Regions from separate parts of the Mus musculus genome. Here regions 2, 3, 4, 5 and 6 are each linked to region 1. A link is a contact called in public HiCAR-type and promoter capture Hi-C data. All regions are on one chromosome and are shown on one strand. The core of a region is the stretch at or near the end of the contact, and the rest is flanking DNA. Distances in the headings are between cores, read along the strand shown. Region 1 holds the start of Mtx2 (metaxin 2). Region 2 holds the start of Prkra (protein kinase, interferon inducible double stranded RNA dependent activator). Region 3 holds the start of Rbm45 (RNA binding motif protein 45). Region 4 holds the start of Wipf1 (WAS/WASL interacting protein family, member 1). Region 5 overlaps Pde11a (phosphodiesterase 11A). Region 6 holds the start of Agps (alkylglycerone phosphate synthase).

Region 1 (4,631 bases), core at 974-3,473:
CTTCTAGCATCTAGGGCAGGTTAAGACACTTGCTTTAGTAGCAAAGGCAGAGTGTCTTAACCCAGTGCTTCAGAGGCACCCCAGCCCCTGTTTATCTGTGTTCCTGTGTAGCATGCCGACTGAAACTGCAGAATCATTCCATTTGTCTGACTCTCGCTCTCTTGCTCCCCAATCTGTCTCCAGCCTCTGACTCTAGCATCCTTCTCCATTTGGGGCTCACCTCTACCCCTCACACTTGCTTATTGTTTTCCCAGTCAAATCCTGGGATAGGACACTACATCTGATCCAAAACAGTCAGAGCATAGCATCTATAGCTTCAGAAAGGCAACGGATAAAAGAGGCCAGCACAACTTGATGTGACAATAGACTTCCAGTTTTTCAAAGCCGTACGTACATAAAATCCCTTGTGTAAAGGACAAGAATGGAAGGGTTGATTGGCAGGAAGATACCTACAACAGCTCATTTCTCTGGGTCAATATCAACCTCAGGATGAGGAGGAAACTGGGTGCCACATACACTGTTGGGGTTTCCTCCCTCAGCACAAACAGATGGCATCCTACCATCTTCCTTGTGTTTCTATAAGCCTCTCATGAACTCTGAACTTCAGGCAGAGAAAAAGATGCTTTCAGAAGTACTTTGTGTCTATTTAAATGAGGAAGCTTAAGTTTGGTTGAATAGACTTCTCATTTGCTGTGGGGGCTACTGATACCTGCTCTGGTTTACTCTTCAAAACTTCTTACCATTTTATGTCCTCTGAGAAGACTTCTATATACTAGCCTCTGGTATTTATGGATGTGACCATATTTGCAAATTGGCTCTGCAGATAAAACCAAGAAGAGGTCATAAAAAAAATGAGTAGGCCTTAATCCATTGGCTGGTGCCTTCAGTGGAAGACAGAAGTTTGGACAAACAGATGCAAGGGAGAATGTTGCCTAATGGTGGGAGCAAAGGTGGAAATGACTTGTCTAAAGCCATGGAATGCCCAGGAACCCTGGAAATCCTAGAAGCTGGGCAGATGGAGGAAGGACATTTATTTCTATGTCCTTGAGAGCAAGCATCGTCTTGCCAACACTTTAACCTCAGACTTCTAGCTTCCAGAACCAGAGAGTAAATGCATCCGTTGTTTTAAACACCCAGTGTGTGATAATCTGTCCCGCACCTCTAAGAAAGCAATATACTACTTAAGTATATGAACAGAAATTTAGACAATAAACTGTAATGGAGGGTCAGAGATCTGTGGACAAGAAACAAAATCGCCAGGCGTGGTGGTGCACACCTTTAATCCCAGCACTCGGGAGGCAGAGGCAGGCCAGGTACAGTAGTTTACTCTAGGGTTGGGTGGGAGGTGGGCAGGGACAGACCAAGTTCCGAGTGTTGTTGGCCAGCCTAATCCTTGTGCTCCAGATTCTCAGTGAGAGACCCTATCTCAAAATAGAGGATGGAGAGCAACTGAAGAGGTACTGAGACACTGACCACTGTACAAGCTGATGCATGTGTGTGTATGGGCTATGCTACCGAGCCTGAAGACTTGAGTTGGATCCCTGGAACCCACATGGTTGGAGAGAACTAAGTACCAAAAGTTGTCTTGGGTCTATACACTGACACACACACACAACAACATCGTCTCACCTCTCCGAGCCATGTTCTCATCAGCGAAAGGGGGCTTTGGCTCACCAAATGATTTCTGAAATCAAGTGTAACTTTATGCTTCTAATTTTCTAATTCTGTAATATTTATGATTTTTGGTCAATTGTAACCTATAGTTAAAAAAAAAAAAGATTAGACTAAGAGGAAAGATTCAAGGGATCTAGCGCCCTTCCTTTTACTCTTGTTCCTTCTACACTCAGAAACAAGTAATTGAAGTGCTTTATTCTCCAAGCTTCATTTTGGGTGCTTGGAGTTGAAAGATTAAATTATGTCTCAGCTCACAAGCTGTGTAAGCCTCCTTCTGGCTAGCGCATTTGAACAAATAACCAACACTAATATCAGTCTATGGACCCCGAATCCTACAGTTAGTGGAATTGAGAGAATTCCTGAGTTTCTGGGCTCCAGTAGAACCAGACCAGGCACTTGAACCTCTTGAAGCTGTTTCTGTCTTGTTGAACTGCTGAAAGGTTGCAATCAAATCCAAAAGACTCTAGCCAGAGAGCCTGCTCTCTTAGGGCTCTCGCAGGTCCGGAGCGCGCGGGGCGGAGCAGCCGGAAGTGCCGGCGCGCGTTGTCAGCGACGCCGGAAGTGCTTGGTCGGCCTGGCGGTAACCTTGCGGGCCGAGCCACCGCTGCCGAGGTGAGCTCTGCTCGTCTTAGCGTTGGCCCAGCGAAGCTCGTCAGCTGCCGGGGGAAGGCCGCCGAGGTCGCGCGGGAGGGCGCCGAGCGCCGCGGAGCTCAGGCGCGCGCGCAGGACCTCGCAGCCGACATGTCTCTGGTGGCGGAAGCGTTCGTCTCCCAGATCGCAGGTAGCCCGTGTGGGCGCCGACGGGGCGGCGTGGGTGGCGGCGGGGATCCGCGTGGGGAGGCGGAGGGCTGGAGTTTCCCTGTAGCCGTGGGTCGAGGGTGCTGAGTCTACAGCCCGGGTGGAGGCGGCAGCGGCCATGGAGGCTTGGCCTCACTTTCTGGATGAGGAAACTGAGGACACATGGCCAAGGTCACCCTGCAGGGACAGAGTCCTGACCTCACTCCCTCCGCGGCGCTTTGTTCCCCGACTCCGCGGTTTAGGTGGCGGAGGCCCGGGGCTGGGGATCGAGGTGGGGGCGTGGCCACGGGTTGGGTCCTCGCCTCCCCCAAGGTTTCCGTGGGAATAGGGCAGCCTCTCTGCTCTTGGGTTCTCAAGTTTAAGGTGACTGTCACTCTTGAGCTGCCCTTCTTTACCTGTTGTTGATGGGTCACCCGAGTTGTTCTCCAAGCCATTTGCAAAGTCTGTGGGATTCTTTGAATTATTCTTAATGGGCATGAAGTTTAAAGAAAGTAAACATCTTTTGACACACACACACACACACACACACACACATTCGTATTGAAGTTTTTATTTTGGCGAAAGTGGCTATGATAGAAAAAAAGAGTCAAGTTAATGGGATGAATGTTAATTCCAGCAGTGTTTTCAACGTTCGAATGAGGAGATAGTCACTAAGATAAACAGTCGTATTTGGGGTAAAGTAGTACATTGGAAATGAAAGTATAATGTGTTATCAACTTTTCGAAACGCTTTCCATTGTATTGAATTTGTGTGAACTTAGATTTCCTTTAAAATAGCATTTTATAGGAGAGAGGATAGAAGAGAGATTGTAAGCTTCATGAAAGCAGGGAATTTTGTTTCCCATTGTATCCTAGGACCTGTCTGTCAGTTCTCTTTAAATACCCATGACTTGAGTAAATAACACAGATTTCAAGTAATGTTTCTCTCTGACTTTATCAGTGAGGTTGAAAAAGTCAGGCCTCTGACTTGAGGTCAGTGGTTTATTTTAGACTGATACTATGTCATAAATCATTTCACAGTATATGTTTGTATTCTGAATGTATATATCCAATGTGTGATTTCTTTTCAACAAGAAAACAAGAAATGGTATTTGATAAACTTTTGATAAGTTCAGAATTCTACCTCAGTTAGTGAAGTTTACAAATCCCCAGGAAGTTTGTATTTGTCTTAAGGTGCTTGTAGTGGTCTGTTATGGTAGTAGGACATATTTAAAGCTAGATAGTTCAGTAAATAGAAAGTAGTATAGGAACAGCTCCTAAGTCAAAATATAGCATGAATTAATTCTCGATGTATTAAAGATTTAAATGTAGCACAAACGAACTTACAATAAAATAATAGGGAAAAAAACAAGGGCAAATACAGGGTATTATTTTTGTAAGATTGGATAGCAGGAGTTTCTAAGCAAAACATGGAGTATACATTCCATAATCGAAATGGTTGTATAAGAATATAGAAAGTTTTTGATGTTAAAAGACACCATGGGACCTGGAGGGCATCATCCTGAGTGAGGTAACACAATCACAAAAGAACTCAAATGATATGTACTCACTGATAAGTGGATATTAGCCCAGAAACTTAGTATACCGGAGATATAAGATACAATTTGCAAAACACATGAAACTGAAGAAGAACAAAGACCAAAGTGTGGATACTTTGCCCCTTCTCAGAATTGGAAACAATCACCCATGGAAGGAGTTACAGAGACAAAATTTGGAGCTGAGACAAAAGGATGGACCAGCTAGAGACTGCCATATCCAGGGATCCATCCCATAATTAGCCTCCAAACGATGACACCATTGCATACACTAGCAAGCGTTTGCTAAAAGGACCCTGATATAGCTGTCTCTTGTGAGACTAGGCCGGGGCCTAGCAAACACATAAGTGGATGCTCACAGTCAGCTATTGGATGGATCACAGGGCCCCCAATGGAGGAGCTAGAGAAAGTATCCAAGGAGCTAAAGAGATCTGCAACCCTGTAGGTGCAACAACATTATGAACTAACCAGTACCCCGGAGCTCTTGACTCTAGCTGCATATGTATCAAAAGATGGCCTAGTCGGCCATCACTGGAAAGAGAGGCCCATTGGACTTGCAAACTTTATATGCCCCAGTACAGGGGAACGCCAGGGCCAAAAAGTGGGAATGGGTGGGTAGGGGAGT
Region 2 (4,631 bases), core at 771-3,270, 1.8 Mb after region 1:
GGGCTGTATGAGAGGGATCTAAGGTAGAGCAGTTGAAATAGGTTGCTCATCTCTAACCCAAATGCACTAAAATGGAAAATGGCTTTTCTTCTTGAACATTTCTCCCAAATATTTGAAAAATGACCAGCTAAAGTAGCAACGCAACTCTAACCGTGTGTATTTCCATAAGGAAACTTCCAGTGCATACTTACAACCAATCTACCCCACACACAAACATTTAAAAAGCTTCAGGTTTTTTTTGAAGTTGCTCCAATAAATATAGGCAACCTCAGGTCCCCATATTTGAATATATGATATGCTCAGACTAGCAGACAGTGGAACTTTAGCTTTTTCTAATTTTTCTTTGTATATTTACAAATTAAACTATTTAACAATTTTTATGCTTTCAGCTAAATAGGTATGTAGGAAAATAATGTCCACGTTTACAAATGGCAACTCTGGTAACCATTTTCTCAGGCTTAGACTAAAAGAAGGCATTAATCTGAACTTTAAAACTTCATTGGTGTGTGACCTTGGGCATGTAGCTTATGAAAAGGTTTTTAAAGTTGCCACTTCATGAATAAAAAGAGGAAACAATTTTATACAAAATACTTATATAGTATTTAGAACTAGAAGCTACTGTGCGCTGCAGCTTGAAGGAATACAGTATGGGAGTCTTCTATGTTTCCCTGATTTTTCATGGACACACACTCAAGCGTGGTAGGTACCAAGAATCCGAAGTTCCAGATGTGTCCATAAAAAGGGAAACTCGGAAAATTCTGACGGCGTGGCTACTAGCCTCTGCGCTGGTAACTTTGTAACTTTGAAAGGCGATAGCACCCACGGACTTGGCTATCGGAGCTCCAAGAATATTTCCAGTTTTTAATTCTTAAGAGGAACTTTAGCCGGCTCCCCAGGTACTGGAAAGTGTGCAGGATGCTGGGAGTGTCTGAGCTTCCTTACATCTTAGCGAGACAGAACTAGGGAGCGAAACAAATGAAGTTGATCCTGGAGTCTCTTGTCTTCAGAGTACACTCCCACAGCCATCTTAATTAAAAGGGCGCTTTTCCTTACTGAAAAGCAACATAGAATCAGGGCCTCCAATCCACATGGTCATGGGGAATTAACTGCATACAGACCTGTGCAAGTTATGTCACCAACGGTTACTCTGAAGGTGAAAGTGGGCACGTGTACTTGCACATCGGATCTTTCACATTCATAAACTGGAATGTTCTTGGTCTTCATGCCGTACTCGTGCAATACCTGAATCGGTGTTTTCCCAGGCTTAGCTGTTATCATCTTGCCCAAACTGCAAAAACCAGAAAAAAACGTAGGCATTGCACGTCAAAGCTGAAAGGGAAGCAAAAGCATCCACTTCTCAGTTTTGACAGTCACAAATGGTGACAAAAAGGTTCTGCAGCTCCCCAGCGGCCAGGATCAGTGGCAAGGCCTGGGCGAGCACCTGTCCCCGGGTGCTGCAGCCCATGGAGGAGAGTGGAGAGGTCTGTACAGAGAACTTGAGAGCGGTGGGAGGGATGCTGAAAGAAATCGGGTGGGCTTGGACTAGGCAGCTAGACACCCGGGTCTGCGCCTCAACACTGATCAAGTCCTCCCGATCGGCTAGCTGCCTAGGGTCACTAGAGGGGCGGGGCGCGCAGCAGACCCCCAGGGCCCGGAGGGCGGGCCCAGCGCCACGCCGGGAGAGGGGGGAGCTTTACCCAGAATGCTGCCCGACAGCCGGCTCCCTGCCCCTGCCCCGCTGCCCACCCGTCTTGGGCCTTGAGGCCTCGACGGCCCGGCGCTGACCTGAAGGTCCCGCTGTCCTCGCGCTGCAGCGGCGGGGCCTCGGCACGATGCCTGCTATGGGACATGGCGAGAAGGGACGGCTGGCCACAGCAATCAAGAGAAGTGTGGATCTGGGTCCTCCCTCTCCACGTCGGCCAGTTCCCGAGAGGAGCGTGCCCGCGCTGCCGCTTGGACGCCCCTCGAATCGCTGCCTGCCTCCCTCCAGCTAAGGGACAGGAGGAGAAGGAAGGAGAGGCGGGGCCTCGGCGCGGAAGAGCCGGCCACACCCCCTCTCTGCCCAGCCTCTCTGCCCCGCCCCTCTCTGCCATGCTCAGCCCCTCGATGTTCTTGCTCCACTTTGCCACAGTGCTCAGCCCTTTCCCGTTCCTCGGGCTCCGCCCTCTCTGCCAAGTTTCTGTCCTTCCCAGCTACCGCCCGCTCTCTAGTTGGGTTCCCAGAGCTTCTCAGAGCCCGGCCCCGCCCCTCCTGCGACCTGGCTCCGCCCTCTCTGCCAGTCCGGGCTCTTCCCAGCCTCTGCAGGCGCCTCCCCCCACCCCCCGTTCCGCTTCCAAAGCTTCTGAGCGCCCGGCCCCGCCCCTCACCCTTCTAGGCCCCGCCTCCATTGCATGTCCCGGCTCTTCCCGGCTCCTGCCTGCACCCCGCTTCGGTTCCCCGAGTTTCCCCTCCCGCCTTTAGTGGTGCAGAGAGCCTCAGTCCTTTGTCCTTAAAGGGAGGTGGCTTCCTTCTCAGCGAGAAAGCTAGTAGTAGGCTACGAGCCTAGCATGTTTGAGGAGCAAGGAAAAAAGATTAAGGGTTGGACTACTTTAAGAAAGATTTAAAAATTCGAATGGTAAATTACTAAGAAAATTGTGGATCTTGGCCCCGAAACTTGAGACCCGAGAGCGTCAGCTAAGGGGCAGCCAGTGGCTTTAAGAGCCCTGGATCCCTGGGCCCGCTGCTGTCTGGCGGGCCCGCTGCTGTCTGGCGGACTCTTGTGACCTGCTTAGGATAGTGGTTTTCATTCTTCCTAATGCTGTGACCCTTTAATTCAGTTCCTCATGTCGTGGTGACAACCCCTTCTCCCCCTCGCCAACTATAATATTATTTCTTGCTACTTCATATCTGTAGTTTTGCTACTATAATGCAACCCCAGGGGACTTGCAACCCACAGGTTTAGAACCTCTGCTTTGGGAACATGTGGGATCCCCAAAGAGATGCTGGAGGTGGAGTGCATAGCAAGGATATTTAGACCAGTTTCCAGGATTGCTCTTCCGGTTGACCTGTGCAATGGAGAGTGATGACGTTAACCTGGAACGCTCCACCTACAGAGTATGTTGTGGGTGTGTTAGCGCTTCAGAGCGTCTTAGAATTTGTGAACTATTTGCACAATGGCTCCTGTGTTTACTTAATGCTCTAGAATTGAATTCTAGAAATATTCTTACTGAGAGACTCCTAAAAGGTTTTTTTGTTTGCTTGTTTGTTTGTTTGTTTGTTTGTTTTTTAATGGAAGTTTTAGGTTGATGTACAAAAGTATTTGGTTCTGTGATGGAAATTTGTTTTGGTTGTATGAGAGCCCAAACACTTGGAAGCAAGGAAAAAATATCCGGAATTGAACCAAATTGAATTCTACTGGGGCTTAGGTTAAGCCTATTCTCGCTTTTATTTCTGTATAATATACACGGGTTACAATCCAATAATGCTATTACACTTATGTGTTAATGAATATCGTATTGTAACAACCACAGAGACACTCAAAATATATCAACCACCTATGGCCAGACAGTATAGGTTTGTTTCTAGAATTTAATTTAATGGATTCACAAAATTTCCTTGAAAATAAGCCAAAACTTTATGTAACTATTTTATAGGTAGAGTAATTGGATAGCAATGAGCAACAAAAAGGAGGTAAAATTCAGCAGGACTCTTATCAGTTGATGTAGTCTGAGCTATTAGTTTCAGAGTTAGAACCTTCCATAGTAGTTTTTAATATGTAATGTAATAGTAACTAAAAAGCCTTCAAGACCCTATAGAGATCTGCACCCAATTGTTTTTCTCTATAGTCTGTGAATTGATATGTGGTACTAAACATATAGTTTCACAAGCATACAAAAATCTGGATGAGAGACATGCCTGTGTTAGGATCTGTACACTGTGAAGCTTCAAAAAGTACTTTTCTGCTGCCAAAATTCACCTGCTGGACTTGTGAAAGAATTCCTCTTGGATGATGGCCACTGCAGATCATATCCAGGCCTAATGTTAGATTAGAGCCCACTTGCACCGTTTGCTGTGAGCCTCCTTCCAACTGGCTCATTGCTGGGGGGAAAGCCCTTTCAACTGTGGTCTCCTCAAGGACTTTGGTAGTTTGAATTAGTTTTCTCTATATATTTTAGTTCTGTAGGCTGCCATTCCGAGTTAGACTTGCTTTTAGTGTATCATTTACACTACCATCTATTATTCATTACCCGAGTTCATGAAGGGAGGTGCTGTTGTGAATTGCACACCAGCAAACTACTTGGTGAGCGTGGGCTTTATAGTTCTAACCTGCGTAACTGTATTTAACATCAAGGAAGGCTTAGTTTGGTGTCTGATTCTCTTCTTCAAAAATGGGTTCGTTGCCTGAGGGTCGCAGTTGATGACATCTTGATATTAATATGTTTGCTGCTGCTACCAAGAGCTTCGTTAAGCAAGTTGGAGATGGAGGGAGATTAGTCCCTGTCCCAAGCCTCAGCGAAGCTGACAAGTACCAACCCCTGAGTCTGGTGGTGAAAAAGAAGCGGTGTTTTCTGTTTCCTAGATGCAAATTCACATCCACTCCTTTCACACTTAAAGATATTCTCCTGGGAGATCGAGAAATTTCAGCTGGTAAG
Region 3 (4,631 bases), core at 888-3,387, 1.5 Mb after region 1:
TATTTAGTTTCCAAGTGTGGTGGTATACATCTGGAATCCCAGCATTTGGGAAGCCAAGACAAAGAAGATTTAGTTAAAAGCCCACCTGTGCTGGGTAGTGAGACCCTGTGTTGCTGAGTGCTGGAGAGATGGCTCAGTGGTTAAGAGCACTGATTGCTCTTCCAGAGGACCCAGGTTCAACTCCCAGTACACACGTGGCAGCTCACAACCATCTGTAACTTCAGTTCCTGGGAATCCAATGCCTTCCTCTGACCTGCACGGATACTGCAGACACATGGGACACAGATGGTACATTTAGGCAAAACACTCATATCTATAAAATAGAGTTAAATAAAAATCTTTGGAAAAAAAATAAGGTCAATTGAATGAATGGATGACTTCACTAATTATGCCTGACACCTGCTCTATTTAGTATGTAACATTATTTCTACTCCGCAGTAGAGAATCTCACAAGAGTCAGTGATGGTTCTTTCTCCAGCCCTGAGTCTCTAGCTCCTGGCATGCATGACTGATGCACAATAAACATGGATGTGTTTGACTTCATAGATGGCCCGATCTTAGCAGCCTCGGTATGGGCATTTTAGGAGGTGCGTCCCTAGCCCAGCTCTGCGATTCCTGTGCTACTAAAGGCTAACCCAGTCCTTTGTCCTAAATGCCTGTTCACCTCATCACCAAGGTTCACTAATATGCCGTGGAAGCCAGTGGGCATTTCGCACTTTGCTTGGGCCCTCTAATTTCTCGTAGTTCTCAGATGTGCATCCATCACTCTCCCTGCTCGTGCATCTTGGATGGGCTGCGGTAGCTGCGTAGATCACACACACAGCTGCCTCTGGGCCTGGTTCTGTTACCTGTGCATCTTAACTTTGAGCCTCAGATTTCCTCATCTCTAAAAATAGGGATAAGGATTCCATGGTTGTAAAAGGCTCCTTTCAGCCATCAGACTCTATGGTTTTAACTCTTAGTATTCTATTGCTGCGAAGAGACACCATGACCACGGTAACTCTTATAAAGGAAAGCATTTCACTGGGGCTGGCTTACACTTTCAGAGGTTGAGTCCACCGTCATCATGGCGGGAAGGATAGCAGCAGGCAGAGATAATAGTGCTGGAGAAGCCGCTGGAAGTTCTACCTCCAGGTCCAAAGACAAGAGGGAAAGAAGGCACTGCTACTGAAACTCCCAAAGCTCAACCTCACACTTCCTACAAGGCCACACCCACTCTAACTAGGCCACACCCATCCTAACAAGGCCACGCCAAAACGGTGATGAAGACTGTGTTTTCACCAAAATTTCAGACAAACTCCCCCCAGGTCTTCTGCTTGACTAGATCCAACTTCCAGCTTTCTGTTCTAGGGGAATCTAATTGGAGGACAAATCCTGATAAGTCAGTTTCGCCATAATTCTTATCCTTGATGTCTGACTGCTGTTAATGTCTTTTTTTTTTTTTTTTTTTTTTTTTTTGGTTTTTCGAAACAGGGGTTCTCTGTATAGCCCTGGCTGTCCTGGAACTCACTTTGTAGACCAGGCTGGCCTCAAACTCAGAAATCCACCTGCTGCTGCATCCCAAGTGCTGGGATTAAAGGCGTGCGCCACCACTGCCCGGCTGTTAATGTTTTATTACTTATCAACTTATCACTTATCTACAGCCTAAGTTCTGGGAAGCAGATCTACTGAGAGTCTCTCTTACCCCGCGATCTTCAGTAATTGTCCTTATACTAACTCATATTGTACTGTCCTCCATTTATCTTACTGGAACCAAGTCCAGTCTCTCCCCCTTACTGCAAGACCCCAACGCAATGGTCCTTTGTACCTGTCTCTATGGACCATTTTGAGTGAAGCCTGCCTGCTTTTTGTATATTTTTGGTGTGGTGCTTTTGCTGACCTCAAATTTACTATGTAGCCCAGGAGGCCTCAAATGTAGCAATCTGATTACAGGCTTAGTAGAAGCCAGCTTTGGGAAGGCTTAAGAATCAGGCAGGTGGATCTTTTTAGCCACAGGGCAAAGTGGTTTGCATAAACCCATTCTTGGTTTTCCCTGGGACTGAAGATTTGAGATTGCTGAGTCCACCGTGGCACCAGGGGGCGCTGCAGAATGTTCCCGGAAGCCCGCAGACCTCACTGCGGGACGCACCTGCTTTCCGGCTCTCGGCTCTTCCGGAAGCGGAGCTGCTTACCGGCGTGGGGCGAGACGGGGAGCTGCCGGGAAGCGGCCGGGAAGCGGCCGAGAACCTGCCGGGTGAACAGGGCCTGCAGGGGGGCTGCGCCTGGGTCCCGCGTGGGGCGCCATGGACGACGCCGGCGGCTTGGGAGGCAGCGGAGGATTCCGCCCGGGCGTAGACAGCCTGGATGAGCCGCCCAACAGCCGCATTTTTCTAGTGATCAGCAAGCACACATCCGAATTGGTGCTGAGGGAGCGCTTCTCGCCCTTCGGAGACATCCAGGACATCTGGGTGGTGCGCGACAAGCACACTAAGGAGTCCAAGGGCGTGGCCTTCGTCAAGTTCGCGCGCAGCTCACAGGCCTGCCGGGCAATGGAGGAGATGCACGGACAGTGCCTGGGTCCCAGCGACACCAAGCCCATCAAGGTGCGGGGCTGAGGTGCCTGGTTTAGGGTGTGTGAGGTAGAGATGCCCAGGTTGGGGTGTTTGGGATATGGGTGCCCGGGGTTGAGGGTGCTCGCGAGGGTGACGGCGGTATGGGTTGGGGTCTCTCCCGCCCCTTTGCTGCGCCGGGGATGCTGTGCATCTGGTAGGAGAGGGGTTGGATTCTGCACGCACCGTGAGTGTGCCGAGGATGGCTTGGAGGAGCGGATCCCCGGCCTCTGGCCAAAGGAGCCTCTTACCCTGGGAACAGATTGGGTAGCCACATCCAAGGATAGCACAACTGTGGCTGACCTCGTAAGTCAGTCAACCTCCTGTCCCCGTCTTCCTGTCTATTGTGAAAACTTTTCTGAGCTTCCTCTCTCGAACACTGTAATTACCTTCGCGACTAGAAAATTTAGTTTTAGGGTTTTTTTTCCTCGTGTATTTTACTTTTACAAAGCTTGAAGGATCTCTTAAGTAAAAAAAAAATTACAGCACCATGCCTATAAACAGAAAATTATCAAAGTAAAAGTATTTTGTGACAAGCTATGCTATACTGGAAAGGGGCAAACCTAGAAAACGGTGCAAGGTGTGGGGGAATTCTGGTTTGGGTTTTGTAAGAATACCATTTACGAGTGTTCATGGACTGTGGGCTAGAGTGTCTCCAGCCCCTCTTCTATGCTGCACCTGGGCATGGGGAGGGGAGTTAGAGGGTAGTAGGGGCAGAGAAAGGCAGAGGGAGAGGAGGAGGGGGAGGGAAAGAAGAAGGAGCAGGAGGAAGAAGAAGAAGAGAGAAAGAAAAGGAAGAAGAAAGAAGAGGCCAGCCATGAGCACGTAGAGAAGGGGAAATAAATGGGGGCGGGGGGAGAGCAAGGGAGGAACGGGGTTAAAATTTTTGAGAACAAGGTGTGTGCTAGGTCATTCATGTGCGCTATATAGATACAGTCATTAATCAGGGGACTTTATAAGCTCTTTAGGCTCGAAAATTTAGAAATTTGTGATCTGATGGTATCCCCGCTCTTATTTATCCAAGGTTCCCCTTTTATCTACTATTTGTGTTTTCTTTCGAGTTTCTCTTGTATGTTTCTTTGGCTATTTCATTACCGGTGTGTTGATTAAATTAACTTAGAGTTGCCCATTTCTTCTAATACCGTTGGCAGTGCTTGACATATGGTGGGTATTACTGAAGAAATAACTAAAATAGACCACCTAGGGATATGCCTCTAACTCTGTCTTGTAAGTAGGGTCCTTTGCCTCTATAGCAAGCTGTCTCCTGAGCAAAGGTAAGCTCTCCTTCTCCTGGACCCAGTGTTCTCTTCCACAAAAGTACACAGTGTCGTGGTTTTTATATTCGGTGTCTTTTGAGTTTCTGCCTCCTGCAGTGTTCCGTTTTCCATGGTTTTCTCACACTTCAGTGATACACACTGCCCTCCTTAAAGGAAACACACACACACACAGAGCACCCCTCATGGGTCCTTGTGAATAAGGTGTTCCATATTACCTGAAGGCCTGCCTGGCCTACAGACAGAGTTAAACTGTAGCCAGGGTTATAAAGTAATATGCTTAAGGAATACACAGCGTTATTCTGAAGGCTTTATATGTTTCTTAGGTTTTCATTGCCCAGTCCCGATCATCAGGAAGTCACAGGGATGTTGAAGATGAAGAACTCACGAGAATCTTTGTTATGATACCAAAGTCCTATACAGAAGAAGACCTGCGGGAGAAGTTCAAGGTACTTTTGTGTTATCATCATAGCTCCGCCCTCAACATTGTTATTAACAGTCACTAACAGCTGGACGATTGTAATGAGAGTTCATCATAAGATCTAGGTTGAGAAAATGAAGTGCAAACGCTGAGTATTTTCATTAAGACTACACAGCTATAGGTGATAGCACTAAAATATAAGCCCTCTCTGCCCCCAGAGCCTGCTCTCAAAATTCCAAAGCACTGGTTGGTTCTCATTTATCTTGCCCCTCCACAGAGTGAGTCACCGGCCTGAGCACGTGAGCTGTGCTGGCTAATTCTGATCATGGCCTGTGCTATGTTGATATC
Region 4 (4,631 bases), core at 663-3,162, 1.3 Mb before region 1:
CTCAACTTTAAAACTACAGCTATAGTTAGGAACACATTCAGTTATCCAAGACTGTGAGAAAAAACGGAGTATCATGAACATTCATGAAACCTGGCTCATGGCGGCCAAAGCACCTTGGCACGGTCAATTTAAAAGACACAGGCATTCTGCTCTTTGCTACCTACCAACTCTCTGGCAGTTCCTTTTTGCTCTTGTGTCTTGTTGTTACACGGTGCCTGGTGACTGGTTACTTTGTATCAAATTGCTTCTTGCTGTCTCATAACCTGTTATCCTGTTCTAGCCTCACACCCAGCGGTGGAAAGACTGTCAACCGAGTCACACAGTAGGTTTAAGGGCATCCGGCAGTAGCTAAACACACAGAAGAAAATGTGTGAAATGGACAACGGAAGTAAGATGCGAATCCCTCCATCTGCAAATAAGTTCATTCTCCCTTTCTATCCCAGAGTTTGATCATTCCCTGCTTTCAGATCTCTTTGCTTTCCATCACGTAATCTAAAAGCGCTCATGTGATTCCCAAAGAGAAAAGCTACTCAGGGAAGACGGTGATGTCGCTGAGCGGATCCAGAACACTTGGAAAACCCAGTCTGCAGCTTCTCTTCAGCCGGCAACCGGCACTCACAGATATGTGTACGATCTGTACACATATGTGTACACCACCCCATGCCTCTGAGAGGATCAGCCTGGTGAACCGCAACTGGCAGGTAATCAGGGTAGAAGGCAGTGCCCTGAGCACTGTAAGAAGCAGAGAGCCCATAGTTTATGAAAGACTTTCTCTCTTTAAGAAGTCAAAAACATGATCTACAAACTTTTAAGTTATTTATCAATTATTGAAATAAGCATTTTTTGAGGAGGCAAAAAAAAATCTATCAAATGAAAATACAGTATTCAAATTATATGGAAGCTGTTAAAAGAAAACCTACCCAGGCTGCACACGTGTCCGCTGTCCCTGTGGGTCTACCTGCAGGCCCGCTCAGGAACCAGAGAGATGAAGGGCAAGGAAGATCCAAGACAGACTAGCGATTTTCAGAGAAAGAGACCAAATCTGCTCACTGTAGAAACCCTGAGGGGTTAGGAGCCTATAGCCCGGGGATATTCCTTGGAGATTAAGCAAGACCCAGTCAAACCAGGTTCCACACAGACACACCTTTTGTTAATCTGAGTTCAAAGTCTAGCCACAAACCGAGGATCTGGGTCATCCCTATTGGATTTCTCTTGCACTAGTTAAGTTTCACTGTTCTTTCTTTGAAAAGAAAAGCATGCTAAAGTAGCGGGAGATGAAGGCTGAAGGGAAGCGGTCCACGATTTAGGGAGAGGCCCCGGGCGCAAAGCCCTGACCCGAGCTGGCCGCCCTTTCAGGAGCAGACATAGGCACCTAGAGCGCGCCCATACCCGGGATCAGGCTGCCCGGGAGCACTGGAGCCAAGTTCTGGGAGCCCTAAACTCCAAAGTCACCCGCCCTCGGTGGAGATGGAGTTGCAGATGCGGTTCCCGGGCATCCCAGGGAGACCGCGGTTAGATCCATCGGGTCCACGGGCGGTCCTGGGTCGGTGCAGCCCCGCAGCGCTCAGCGGGGATCGCGGCATCTCGAGCCCCGGCAGCCGCCGCCCCTTCCTCCCGCGCGGGCTGGACCGCGGGCCTGAGCGGGGATCGCTCCCCTGGGCGCCGAGGACGCGGCCCCGACAACCCGCCCGTCTGCACCCCAACTCCGTGCACCCCGGACGCGCCCTGCATGGTGGGGCGCGGCTCCCTTACCGTGCAGCGGCTCCGGGCGGCTCCTCGGCCCCGCGGCGCGCGGGGCATTTTTTTCTGGGAAACTTCTCTCTGGGTCCGCAGGGCTGAGCCGGGGCGGGCAGGAAAAGCGCTCCGCGCCGGGAGGCTGCGACCATCCGGGAACTTCGCCGAGATGTGCGCCCTCCCCCTCGGCCCGCGTCCTCCCCCTACGGCCCCCGCCACACGCGGACGCCGAGGCAGCCGCTGGCCCTTCGCCCTTCGCCCTCGCCGCGCCCTGACTTCCGAGGCCGGCGGGACCGGAGCCTGGGCTGGGCTCTCCCCGGGGCGGAGGCCGAGGGGTCCGGACCTGCGTGCGCCCAGGAGCCGGACCTGGAAGGGATACCCAACCCAAGACGCTGTCCCTAGAAACTACCCGGGCCTCCGAGTGGGGTGCTCTCCCCCCAACACAGGGAAAGCCTTTTCCGGTCATCTCCACTCCGCTCCCGAATCAGAGGGCGCCCCCCGCTTTGAGAAACTTAAAAGTTTCCATTCACTGTAAAAACTGGCTTCTAAGATGGAGTGGCCCCACTGAAGCCCAAGGGCCACGCGCGTCCCCAATCCCCGCCCACTGGGAGCGCACAGCTCTTCCCAGGGTAAGGTGCCTATCGGTTGGGATTCTTGGAATCTTTTTTTTTTTTTTTTCCACCGACTTCTGCAAACATAGAAAGATCAAGAGCCGAGCGAGTATAAGGAGAAACCCGAGGCCCTTTCACATGGCTCTTGCCAGTTCTCAAAAACACCACTATCAGGCCTTAAAGGCAAGTTAACACTGGGATGACACATTAGAACATATACATTTGAAAGACAAAGACAGTTATGGTCAGTATAACTACTGGACCGGATAGTAAAGCTACCGAGACGACGTAGCTCTCTGGGTAAAGGCAGGGAAGCTTTGAAAGATGCACCTCAGAATGTGGCATCTAGAATGCCTCGGCTTCAGGCTTTCTGTGCTGAGTTGTCCCTATGTGTGCAGTCTCTGTGACATGCTTCTGGCGGATACGATAATCCTGGAAAGACAGCGACAGGGCCACCTCTCCTAAACTCTTATTAGCGTTTTTTTTTGTTTTTTTTTTTGTTTGTTTGTTTGTTTTTTTTTTTTTTTTGGTAGGAGTCTCTAAATGCACTCTTTCCTTTTTGTTTTGTTTTTGTTATTTTTAGGTCTCACCATGAATTCCAGGATGGTTACAAACTCCCACTGTTAACTGTATTCGTCTAAGGTCTATGCTATATTTGCCTTTTATGTATGTATTTATTTAATGTGTACAAGTGGTTTGCCTGCAAATATATCTATCTGTATCATGTGCTTGCCTGGTGCCACAGAGGCCATAAGAAGGTGTGGGATGCCCTGATAATGGAATTACAGACGGTTGGGAGCTACCACGTAGATGCTGGGAATCTAAGTGTCCTCTGTTAAGAGCAGCAAGTGCTCTTAACCGCTGAACCATTTTCTCCAGTTCTGGCGCATTGAGTTTGGATCTTTTCCTGGGTTAGCAGTGTGTGGTAAATATTCCTTCTTGTTGCTTGACAACACAGGGAATCCATGAGGAGGGTAAACAATCCATACTATGCTGCATTGTGCCGCCGGGTTGCTAAGCAGTGGGAGCAGCCAGGGACATTAAGTACACGTTCAGCTCGAGATGGTTTCTGCTGACATTTGGTCTTTCTATTGTAGACAGAGGCGCTCTGAACCTATTCTGCTTCTTGTTTCATGACTCCCATCTTGGGAGCCACTCTAACTCCTAATCCAGTGCCTTTGGACCTCCCACCCCCTTATAACCAGGACTTTATTTTGGTTACCTTCTCCTGAATAGATGGCAGTCTCAAACACCAGATAAGGGAGCTTACCTGCCTCATTGAGTTCTCACAGGAACCTCTGTGAAATAGGCATCTGTCTCTATTGTACACACTGAACAGTGCCCTCCAAAGCCTGGCTGACCTGCTCAAGATCTCTTAGCATATGAATTTCTAAATTCAGATCATTATGGTGTTAATACCTCGATCCAACCACCAAGCCATAAGTCTCTCAACTTGATTTCCTGTTTGTTCCACCTCTGAGCTGCTACTTTCAGGAGTGACCTGAATTAAGATCCCCGAATGCTAAGCCAGGAAAGAAAGACAGTGTTACAAGCTTTAGTAAAGAAGTGTTGGTGTCCAAGCAGATCTGGTTAAAGGCTCTGTGCTAGGTTAGGTTCTGTCTTCTGGGTTCATGCAGGAAGGATGTGGAGTGCCAGATGAATGGAGCTCTAAACTTGGCCAAGGGAAGCAGCAGAGGACCAGGATGTGCTGGGGAGGGCGGTGTCTGAGCCGCACGAGTGCTTAGCATATTTAATAGACATATCCAAAACGGAAAGGACAGTACTCCTGAGAGGTGATTATTTTACTTACTGACATTGCACTTTATTCCAAAAAGAATTTTTAAAAAGCCTTGAGGCAGAACTGAACATGGTAATATTTAGACCTCTGGGATAACATATTCACCAAATATTTTTGCTCCATTTTTTTTCTTTCCCAAAAATATGTACTTATTCTAAACAATTCACCTAGTTGATAGGCATAAAAACAGAAAGTGAAAGCCACCTACAATCCCATCTAGAAGCAGCCACTTGTGATTTTCCATGCTTTTTCTGTGATATTTTGTTACACAACAAATAGGAATGATGGGGTAAGTCAGTGGTAGAGTGTTTGGCTAAGATGCACAAGGTCCTGGGCTTGATTCCCCACCTACACACACACACACACACACACACGCACAAGCACATGCACACACTCACTCACAAACACACACACACGCGCGCACATACACACACACACACACACACTCACACACACACATACACACTCACTCAACAAATGTTTATTGA
Region 5 (4,631 bases), core at 1,126-3,625, 1.2 Mb after region 1:
TGTGAAAATTTAAAACTTTTTAAAGCCCCTCACTTAACACCCTTAGGTGCCAGGTTTCAGTCCCAAGAAAGTGGCACTAGCAAGCTAAACAGTGCAGAAAATGGAAGCCGTGATGGATGGCTGCTGGGTCTCTCTGACCTGAAGGATTGGGCTGGCATCATAAAACACAAAGCGACAGATTAAGCAGTTTACCAACACCATAAAAACCTCAAGAATAAACTCACTCTGAAAACCAAAACCAAAACCTTAAGAATCCCAATTTGTAACTAGACAACCCCAGACCCCAAACTGCATGCATTTCCTTATAAGCCTGTGCCCAGGAGCAGGGCTTACAGTTTCTTGGTAATGTCAGACACGATTATGTCCGTACACTTTTACAATTTACATGTCCTAAGAAAAATACCCAGTGCAGGCTCATGGTGCGGGAGAATTTATTTTCGCTAGGAGAGGAATGACCCATAACTCACGAACGGTGATGCTTAAAGTGAGTTATGGAGGTTACTCTCCTGTGAGAGGAAATGGATTGGACGATCCTTCTGCCCCGTTGTATGTTTGGTTATTAGCGCACCAGGTTCTTAATTATGTGTGGCCTTGCCTTTTTTTCTTTTGTAAAATAGATGTGAATAAAGAGAAAGCCAGTTAGAAGCACGGAGTGCCTGATGGAGGCTCTGCGATGCAGGTGGAAAGAGTAAAAATAAAAGCCATTTCACACAACTGAAGGGCAGGAACCTTAAACTTGCCTGAACCACTGTCTCCAACTGGTCCATTCCACTGATAATTTATGAGGTCCACAGCTGATGTTCTGCAGAAACATTAAACACCACTCCTTCCCTAAATACAAAATTTGCCACATGTTTCTGTTACATCTACGTGAAGATTTAAATGTTTTTTTTCCAACGTGCAAATTTGATTTTACTACTATAGCAAAGCTACAGAACACAGCAGTTTTGTTAAGGGAAGTGTGATTACGTACACTGGCGAGGTGGTGCGAGGGAGGATGCTTTTTGGAGACCTCAGACATGATTACCATTTACTTCAGTGCAGCCAGTCACAGAACTTATTGTAACCTGCCAATGACACAAGGAATTTGATTCTGTCTCCTGATGCGGGTTCTGGCTACTGAAATGTTTTATTTAACAACTGGCTGCCTCTGTCCTTCCCAAGGGGGCAAACAAAGAGCTCTAATTGTATTCCAGAGAGATTCCTTTTGGGGGAAATTTTTTGACCTCAAGGATCAGGACTTATCTGAGAACGTCAGTCACTAGACCGCGTGAGATGCTCCAGCTTGAGGCTGGGACAGATTTCCCCCCTAAGTGTCCCTTCTGTTCTCCAGCTTGAATTATTGATAAAATGGCGTGGCTATCTCCCCAAATAACCTTGTTGACAACACAAAGGTGGACTGAAGAACACTACCTCCACACTGAAGATTTAGGATCCCCAGTAAATGTCAGGAGGTGTCAATGTGTGTGCCGTGACACTTGGTTATTATTAGTGTTTAACTGCCGGTCCCCACCAGCGCCATGCCGCCAGCACCACCATAAATTTTAATGTGATCACGTGCTCTTCCCTTTTCACAGCCAGCGAATTCTGCAAGATCATAATATCCTATATGAACCCTAGCTGAACCTTAGCGTGATGCGATAAGAGCGAGATTTTGAGCAATGAAAGTTGTTCGTCATTATAGTGCTTAAAAAAAAAAAAACCAAAAACCAAAATCCCGGACGCTGAGCAACATAGTTCTTCAAATAATATTTCCCTAAGATAAATTCACTCATTCAATTAATCTTTATTGAGCCCTACGGGAAGCAGGGCAATGCCCTAGGTGATAAAGAGTCTATTTATAAGACACTAAAGAATCCTGACTCTTAAGGACCCTTTCTGTTCCCCTTGGAAAATCTGTCAGAGTACACACCATTTATAATGCAAACAAAAAGTATGTCTGTAACTTAGACATCAAGGCACGCCTTTTAGTCTACAGAATACAAGCAAAAAAAAAAAAAATCCATTCCTATATCTGGTTTACCCTGTCAGTACAGGAGCCCTGGTCATAATCTTTCATTACACATGTGCACAACGGGCTAGCATTCCTTTCTCCTTACATAAACAATGAGAATTTGTATAGATACCATTGGTATATAGGTTTTTAGTCTCTGTCTAGCCATGGTTGATGAAAGCATTATCTAGTATATTTATTAGAGGAAGGCAAAGCTCAGGAAAAAAAATTAACTATATAGGTATTTCCTTCAAATAAAAGGTAACCTTGAAGCTTTGATTCCGCAATTTTAAAAAAATTTCCAGCGAGGTGCATGGAACAAATCAATAATCGATCAATGGGTTTCTGGGTGAATGAAATATCCACCCACGTCTGAATAAAACTGCTCGTGCTATAAACTTCCCCTTTGTTTCCTTTGATTTCTAAGGAGCTAAAGTTATTTGGTTTCCTAAACATGAGGCTGGATGCTGTTGCAAACCATTTTGAGTGAATAATCTTATTTTCTCTGTGTGAAATAATTTTAGAGATAAAAGCTAGGAAGTTGGTGCAAATATGCATGTGAGTGTCCAGAAGTTTGTGGTTCCAAACCCGTTCAGCAGTGCCCAGCTGCGCAACTTCCCCCTTCTCCTAGACAATGGGGTTAGGAAAATGCGCGATCAAATTTCAAGTCACGTGGAGGAGGCAGGATTCTTCTTGCTAACGCACAGTCATAAAACAGGCCCATCTTCATAGAAGGGGCTCTGTTCCGACAGACCGGCTTTGTTGGTGAATATTTTAAAGAAAACATTTATTTTTGCACTGGCCTGAATCTGTCGCGCCAGAAGAAAAGAAGCACTTTCAAGGAAGGTTGGTCAAGGTTTGACCGCTCACTGCTTCCTCCCCCCCCCCCCCCAACACCCCGCCTCCGGATTGGTTGGGAAACTTTGCCTTGGAGCGCCATCTAGAGGAAATTCCAGCACACATCGGGCGTCCTTTCAGTCAAAAATTTCCTTCCTTCTTTCCTTCCTTCCTTCCCTCCCTCCTTTCTTCCTTCTCTTTTTCTGTCCCTCCCTCCCTTCCTCTCTCCTTCCCTCCCTCCTTTGCTCCCTCCCTCCCTGCCTTTCTTCCTGTTGGCTGGTGGTAACTTGAGAAGCAGAGGCAAGATGATCAAAAGTTCAACCTAATGTGACCACAGAATTGAGGAAGGGAAACTGGGGTTGTGGGGAGGGGTGGAGGTCTGGAGAGCGGATGCTGTGGAACACAGATGCTGTGTACATAGAAACGAGGAGATGGGGGGTTTAACTGGGAAGAGGGGAGGGAGAGACGCACAGAGGGAGAGGGAGGGAGGAGGGATACATAGCATTAAGGGTGTTTGAAAAAAATTGTAGGGAAACATTTTTATGTTTCTTAAAACACACAAATATGCAACATGTGTGTGTGTGTGTATATGTATCTATACAGTTTAAATGAAGTGACACTTGGGAGTGATACTATTCTCTCAGGAGCTTTAGACTATCTAACAAAACACCCAATGCTAGACAGGCAGGGAAAACTTTCTCTAGATTTGTTGGTCAAGAGAGTTGGAAGAAACTTCCAAAATAACACAGCTTATTGCTGTAGCTAGTGGTTGCCTCTCAGAACTTGCAGGCAAGGCCTGTTCCTAGAGATGCTACATACGTCAGATATAGTCGTTGCAGGAATAAAGCTAGAACTGACCTGGAAGCCTCAGCCCTGAAAACTAGCTTTCCTAGTACCTGAAATGACTATGCAAGTTGACAAAGCAGAAAAACAATGAATAGCCCCACCCACCTGCTGAGCTTCCCAACCATACAACGACCAGCACTCATCAAAGGTTCAAGGAAAGTTGCAATAGTGACACTGATATCTCGGAGGTGACAACAGCTGTCTACTTGGATTTGTATCCTGCTTAAGAGGAGGAACTCATGCTTAGTGTTGTAAACCTAGCCAACTACCTATGACTTGCAAGATCAAGGACCCTAGAGGAGAACCTAGCATGGCTATTTCCCCCAAGGGTACAGTAGATGTCTAACTGTATTCTAAATATGTATCCTTATACCTGCAGGTGTAGTTCTCACTCCTCCTCAAAGAAGCTTCCTTTTGCAGCTTCTTGCAGACCAAGAAGCTACAACTGGTCAAAACGCTGAAAACAGCAGACCGTGGAATGCTCAGCCTCAGCTGAATCATGCACAACACAACTCACTCCTTTACCCAAGGCTCAGGGGACATCTTCAGGGATGGAGCAGAAAAATTGCAAGAGCCAGAGCGTCAAGATATCTGCTCTGAGATTGTGTCTTCTACATAGGACAGGGAAACTGCACCCAGGAAGTCTCAACAGCATGGCTGCCTAACCAAGATCTGTATAACACACCTGTTAACATACCAATATAGAGGAGGGAAATGTCACAAGGCCCCACTTCCAGATGAAGATCTAGAGGCAATGAATGGCTTCTGAGAGACGAAGTCTCAGTCTTCTCCAGGGACGGGCTCTCTGATGTGTTATCCAATCCCAAATGGTCAGCCCTAAACATATGTACATGCTAGCAACATCAAACAGACTCAGAAAGCTGTGTATATAACCAGAACTAATGATATAATTACAATTATGCGATTAAAGAAGATGAGGTCATGAATCTGAGAG
Region 6 (4,631 bases), core at 1,021-3,520, 1.0 Mb after region 1:
GCTGTTTTATCCTGCTTGAAGTTGATAATCACGAATTGGTAATAAAGTCCCTCCTGTTTGTACTCTTTGATGTCTGTGGATACCATCCTTGGAGGACGGTGACCAAGAATCAGGTTGAAGACAAGGTGGTCTCCACTGACCACCGCAGGACTATTGGAGGAGGCAACCAAACATGAGTTACTAACTACACCACTTTCATCTGTGGCTCTAGTCTTTTCCCTAGATTAAAAAATTCGAGCTCCTTATAAACTGAGTGTAAGTCTCAGTTACAACATGACTTTTGCCTTCACAAAGTCTTTGGCCCTTTTGGAGGAAGAGAAATGTGTACATAAAAATTAAATAAAGACATGCATCATAAATGAAGACCAGACATGCTTAGGAAGAAAATGCACACAGAGAAAAGTGAAGGTGAAGAACCAGCTGTACAGAGGCAAAACAGCAGTAAAAGAAACTGGGGTTGGTGGAACAAAATGGCGGCGAGGCCACTGGAACAAGGAAGCACAGAAGGAGGCAGGAGAGGACAGAGTTTCTGAGTCATTTAAGGAAGCACAGGCGGATGAATACGCTCTTGCAAGGTCAAAGGATAATCTGCACTAGAGGCGATAGAACATCAAGACTCAATAACTGATAAGTCTATTTTTCTCTGCAGCAACGTCACTGGTGATATCTGAATTTGCCGGATGAAGATAATGGAAGTAAAATATGAGGAAGTGGGAGAAATGTCTGGATGAATGGAGGGGACAGCGGTTAGGAAAAACCCTTAGCTCATTAATTCTTGGACCGAGTCACCTCCAACTTCTCTGGCGACTTTTACCAAGCCAATAGATATGAATGCATCGTTTTCTTCAGCTTGTGCAAGGCAGGATGGTCATTATGAACATGTGCACAGCACTGGAAGGCAAACTGAAGTTTACTTATTGATTTATTTTAAGTAAGACGCTACTTCTCTAGCAGAGAATGATGTCAAAGGATCTCTTTCTTCTGTTATGAAATGTTCAGGAATGCATATCTGTTCTCTTAGTCATGCATCCAGCCCCAGTCACACCCTGCAGGAGCAGGTTTGCCCTGGTGAGAGGATGGTCACCTAAACAGAGCTCTCATGGACTTAAAAGTCAGAAGAGCAAAGAGAATTCAACAGAGACCTTAGGTAGATGCACAAAATAGATGTTACTAGGCCTTTATAGCTTTTATATTATCTGGAAAAAAAATCAAGTATAAAAAGATGCTAAGCCACCCAACACCTTCCCTTCAAGGCTCAGGGATCGACACAGAAGAGGAGGAAAGATTCTAAGAGTCAGAGCTGATGGATGACTCCAAAGAAAGTGTCTTTTGTATACAACAGAACTAATTCACATACGAACTCACAGAAACTGTGACAGCACACAAAGGATGTACAGGGGATCAAGCCAGATGGAATCCTAGAGCTGAGAGGTTGAAGTGGACACAGCGTCCCACCATGAACCAAAAAGCTATCTGAAATTGGTACCCATCCGCACAAGAAAAGTACTTTTTGCCAGTGGAGTCTCACTAGGTATATTAACCACACTTCAGAGTGGGCCCCATGCCTAGGAGTTGTTGGCTAACACAAAACGAACTCAATGGTATTTTTGCAGATAACACTTTTTCACGTAAACAAACAAACCAAAAAACCAAAAAACCAAAAAAAAAAAAAAAAAAAAAAAACAACCATTAGATTGAAGGCTGTGGTTTTTATACAGCCTGTGGGCAAGACGGCTCAGTAGGTAAAGGTACTTGCCACGAAGTTTGATGACCCGAGTTTGATGCCCTGGATACACATGGTGGAAAGAGACAACTGGAAGTTGTCCTCTCACTTCCACATGAGTGCTGAACACAGTGCTAGACACCTAGAGACTGATGGGGCACTGGCTCTATCGCTTAAAGGATTGGTTTTGACCTAGGGGAAGTTCACCAGGTTTGGCTCCATTGCCAGATCAGCAGCACCACCGGCCCACTCACTATTCAGGCTCCTAGGCATCTGTTCCAGAAAATAGCCTCCGGGCGCTCGGGCCACATCCAAGATGCCACACCCATAGGTTTGGCAACTGCGGGTGTGCTGTGTAGTTTGGCTCTCCTCCTGCCCCTTTGGGCCAATCCGGGCTCCGCTGGAACTCACCTGCTCTGCAGGTACGCCAGGACGAGGCGTGGCGAGGCGCGGCGGCGGGCGTGGCCGAGGCGGGGAGGGGCGGGGCGAAGCTGCTGTGGGCGGGGACAGAGCCCGTTGAAGCTCCAGGCGCAAGGCCCCTGCCGCCAGTCGCCGCGGTGACTGCCGGGATGCGCCGCAGCGAATGGTCGCGCGGGGCGCCGCTCTGAGTGACCTTTCACCCGAGCCCAGCGGCCTCGGGCGGCGGCACAAGGCGGAAGCCATGGCGGAGGCGGCGGCGGGCGAGGCGGGCGCGAGCGAGCGGGACCCAGACGCGGGCCGCGCGCGCCGGCGGCTGCGGGTTCTGTCGGGCCATCTGCTGGGCCGGCCCCAGGAGGCTCCGAGTACCAATGAGTGCAAAGCGCGGAGAGCCGCGTCGGCGGCCGGGGCGTCGCCCGCCGCTACTCCTGCCGCACCAGAGTCGGGCACCATCCCCAAGAAGCGGTGAGTAGCGGCCCGGGATGGAGCTGGCGGCGGGAGGCCGTGAGCGGCCTGGGCTGTGGGAGAGGAGAGCACGGGAGTGGGCAGGGAGTTGGCAGGGTGGGCGGAAGGCATTCCGATCCCTGAGAGTACATCAGCTTGCGGGCTGGGAGTGGACCAGACACACCGGACTCTGTCGGGAAGGGGCGGCATGGCTTGGCCGGATTTTGGTGTCTCTTTTTGAAGGAAACACATTTCATGACCTAGTGGGAAAAGGGTTTAAGCGGATCCCCTCTTTTGGGTTTTGGAGGCTGGAAATTCATTCTCTATCTTGGAACGGGTAGCAGGAGGATTGTCTTAATCTACGACGAGGAGTTTTAAAATTGCACTAGATAATCAGATTTCTACGAATTCTCAAAAGCCTGGATGCTAGCAAGCTGGAGTGGGATGGTGGTACTCTGGGGAGAGGTGTGAGTGGTTTCTGTAGGGTAGGTTACCACTTCCTTGTGGTCATGGATTCTAACTTTAAGGGAGGAAACCAGTGAGTGAGTGAGTGAGATACAGTAGACTGCAAGCGTTAGTGACTTAAGACTTTGGTATTCCAGCTACTGATCCTTTAAGAAGCTAAAAGACAAGAGTCTGAATGAGGAATGTTTGTAAAACCTTAAGACCATTGGAGGAGAATCTCTGTCTCTGATGAAAGCTGTCGAGAGATGGTGTTTTCTGAGATGATCAGTTTGGAAAAACTTGGAGAATGAAAAAAAAAAAAGATTTTGCTAACTCGAATGTGTACTTTCAAAGTGCTGGAGATGGTGCTATTTCCATTACTTCTACGTTCCTAAGGTATTAGGTAGGTGCAGTAGTCTTCCATTTTACAGATGAAGAAATTAGAAGAAAAGGTTAAGAAGTGTGCTGCAGGTAGCAGGTACCTGTGTTACAGTTTACACATCAAAAGCAAATCAAATGGACTGCCTCATGAATTCAACCCATGTAATTAAGTTCTCACTGCATACACACTGTGCCAGAAATGCAGGGATTCTGAAATGTGCTCTTCCCTGTAGGGCACCAAAGTAATAATACAGTTTAAGAAATTTAGCTGATAATTGAAACTCATGGTCATTTAACCCTAGTTTTGAGTATATGTATTTGTTAGGATAAAGGCTTTTCTGAGCCAGGGGTTTCTGTGTAAATCTTGAAGTTTGTAATGAAAACAGCCCTGGAGGGGGAGAAAGCTCGTGGTAGACAAACAGAATGGTCACAGGTAAAGAGTGTGGGGGACTAGAGAACTACCGGACTCAGGTGTGGCAGAAGCTGTGAGAATGACAGGGATGCGGACGGAAAGAACATCTGAGTTACTTTTTAGAAAGGACACTGGAATGGAGATGAAGATTCGATTGGCAACTGTAATGGCTGGAAACAAACCTAGGTTTGAATTCCATTAGGCTGTTTTACCGTATAAACTTTCTGTCTCTCTCAGAGCTGTGTCCCCTCCCTCATTTTAAGAAAGATGTAGAACCAGATGTGGTGGTGGTGGGTAAGCCTTTAATCCAAGCACTTGGGAGTGGAGGTTGGAGACCTGTTTTAGGAAACGGAAACAAAACCAAACAAAACCAAAAAACCAAAGAACTAATCCCTGCTTTGCATTTTTGCTTTGGCAACAGAAAACTGCAGCTGAAAGATGTTCAGTGTACTGTGTTACACAAGCTCTCAACAAATAGCTGTAGTTGCTTGTGTCTGAAGACAGACAGTGGCTGTGAATCGCCTAACTTTAATGCATAATGCTGGGACTCGGAATTAAGGCATCCGATACCATTTTAAGACTACGAGGAGGTTCCCAGAGTTTGGTTACTTGGTGGTAGGAGAGGGTAAAGCCGAGAGTCACTTAGCCTCTGGTGTCACTGATGTTATAGTATCTGATTTCTCATTTTTCCTAGTGGCTTCATACACATGACTGTTTTCTCATTTGCAGGTATCTGTGTGACTAAACATTTATATGTGCACCTACATTATTAAATTAAGTAGGCAGGGCAGGTTTCCTTAAGATGGGTTT

The links. Promoter capture Hi-C pulls out the DNA fragments that hold promoters and counts their contacts. HiCAR-type assays count read pairs that join an accessible place to other places.
Region 2: a contact with region 1 is called in a HiCAR-type map of astrocytes, with 2.5 times the contacts expected there. The contact joins the promoter of Prkra here to the promoter of Mtx2 in region 1. A contact is called at or near these places in 4 of 39 promoter capture datasets (hippocampal neurons, liver and pre-B cells) and 1 of 115 datasets of contacts at active chromatin or transcription factors (astrocytes).
Region 3: a contact with region 1 is called in a promoter capture Hi-C map of liver, with 5 times the contacts expected there. The contact joins the promoter of Rbm45 here to the promoter of Mtx2 in region 1. A contact is called at or near these places in 2 of 39 promoter capture datasets (liver and pre-B cells).
Region 4: a promoter capture Hi-C map of hippocampal neurons shows a contact between it and region 1, with 4 times the contacts expected there. The contact joins the promoter of Wipf1 here to the promoter of Mtx2 in region 1. A contact is called at or near these places in 3 of 39 promoter capture datasets (hippocampal neurons, pre-B cells and stem cell-derived epiblast-like cells) and 1 of 115 datasets of contacts at active chromatin or transcription factors (embryonic stem cells).
Region 5: a contact with region 1 is called in a promoter capture Hi-C map of liver, with 2.7 times the contacts expected there. The contact joins the enhancer-like site here to the promoter of Mtx2 in region 1. A contact is called at or near these places in 4 of 39 promoter capture datasets (embryonic stem cells, hippocampal neurons, liver and 1 more) and 1 of 115 datasets of contacts at active chromatin or transcription factors (embryonic stem cells).
Region 6: a promoter capture Hi-C map of liver shows a contact between it and region 1, with 4 times the contacts expected there. The contact joins the promoter of Agps here to the promoter of Mtx2 in region 1. A contact is called at or near these places in 7 of 39 promoter capture datasets (the 3T3-L1 cell line, the HPC-7 cell line, HPC-7-derived erythroid cells and 4 more), 1 of 115 datasets of contacts at active chromatin or transcription factors (embryonic stem cells) and 1 of 9 other capture datasets (adipose tissue).

Annotation. Positions count from the first base shown.
Region 1 is chr2:74,823,589-74,828,219 of GRCm38.p6, forward strand. Mtx2 (metaxin 2) reads left to right here and starts at 2,224. Exons shown (of 10, transcript NM_016804.4): 1 at 2,224-2,455. The coding sequence starts at 2,416.
Region 2 is chr2:76,646,007-76,650,637 of GRCm38.p6, forward strand. It overlaps Prkra (protein kinase, interferon inducible double stranded RNA dependent activator), which reads right to left and starts at 2,021. Exons shown (of 8, transcript NM_011871.3): 1 at 1,786-2,021; 2 at 1,119-1,288. The coding sequence starts at 1,850. It overlaps Pjvk (pejvakin), which reads left to right and starts at 4,267. Exons shown (of 6, transcript NM_001080711.2): 1 at 4,267-4,626. The coding sequence starts at 4,416.
Region 3 is chr2:76,367,847-76,372,477 of GRCm38.p6, forward strand. Rbm45 (RNA binding motif protein 45) reads left to right here and starts at 2,138. Exons shown (of 10, transcript NM_153405.2): 1 at 2,138-2,582; 2 at 4,189-4,311. The coding sequence starts at 2,283.
Region 4 is chr2:73,527,575-73,532,205 of GRCm38.p6, forward strand. It overlaps Wipf1 (WAS/WASL interacting protein family, member 1), which reads right to left and starts at 1,913. Exons shown (of 8, transcript NM_153138.4): 1 at 1,753-1,913.
Region 5 is chr2:76,067,891-76,072,521 of GRCm38.p6, forward strand. All of the region lies in intron 12 of Pde11a (phosphodiesterase 11A), which reads right to left. Among named protein-coding and RNA genes, the nearest start is that of Gm52518, 34 kb to the left of the region's middle. Within about 2 kb of position 2,376, at least 252 of the 459 cell types and tissues checked have an H3K27ac peak or open chromatin away from gene starts, as enhancers often do. A contact at or near this core is called in embryonic stem cells, hippocampal neurons, liver and 1 more, where this site is marked.
Region 6 is chr2:75,829,907-75,834,537 of GRCm38.p6, forward strand. Agps (alkylglycerone phosphate synthase) reads left to right here and starts at 2,271. Exons shown (of 20, transcript NM_172666.3): 1 at 2,271-2,605. The coding sequence starts at 2,307. It overlaps Gm34861 (a long non-coding RNA gene), which reads right to left and starts at 2,281. Exons shown (of 3, transcript XR_866490.3): 1 at 2,135-2,281.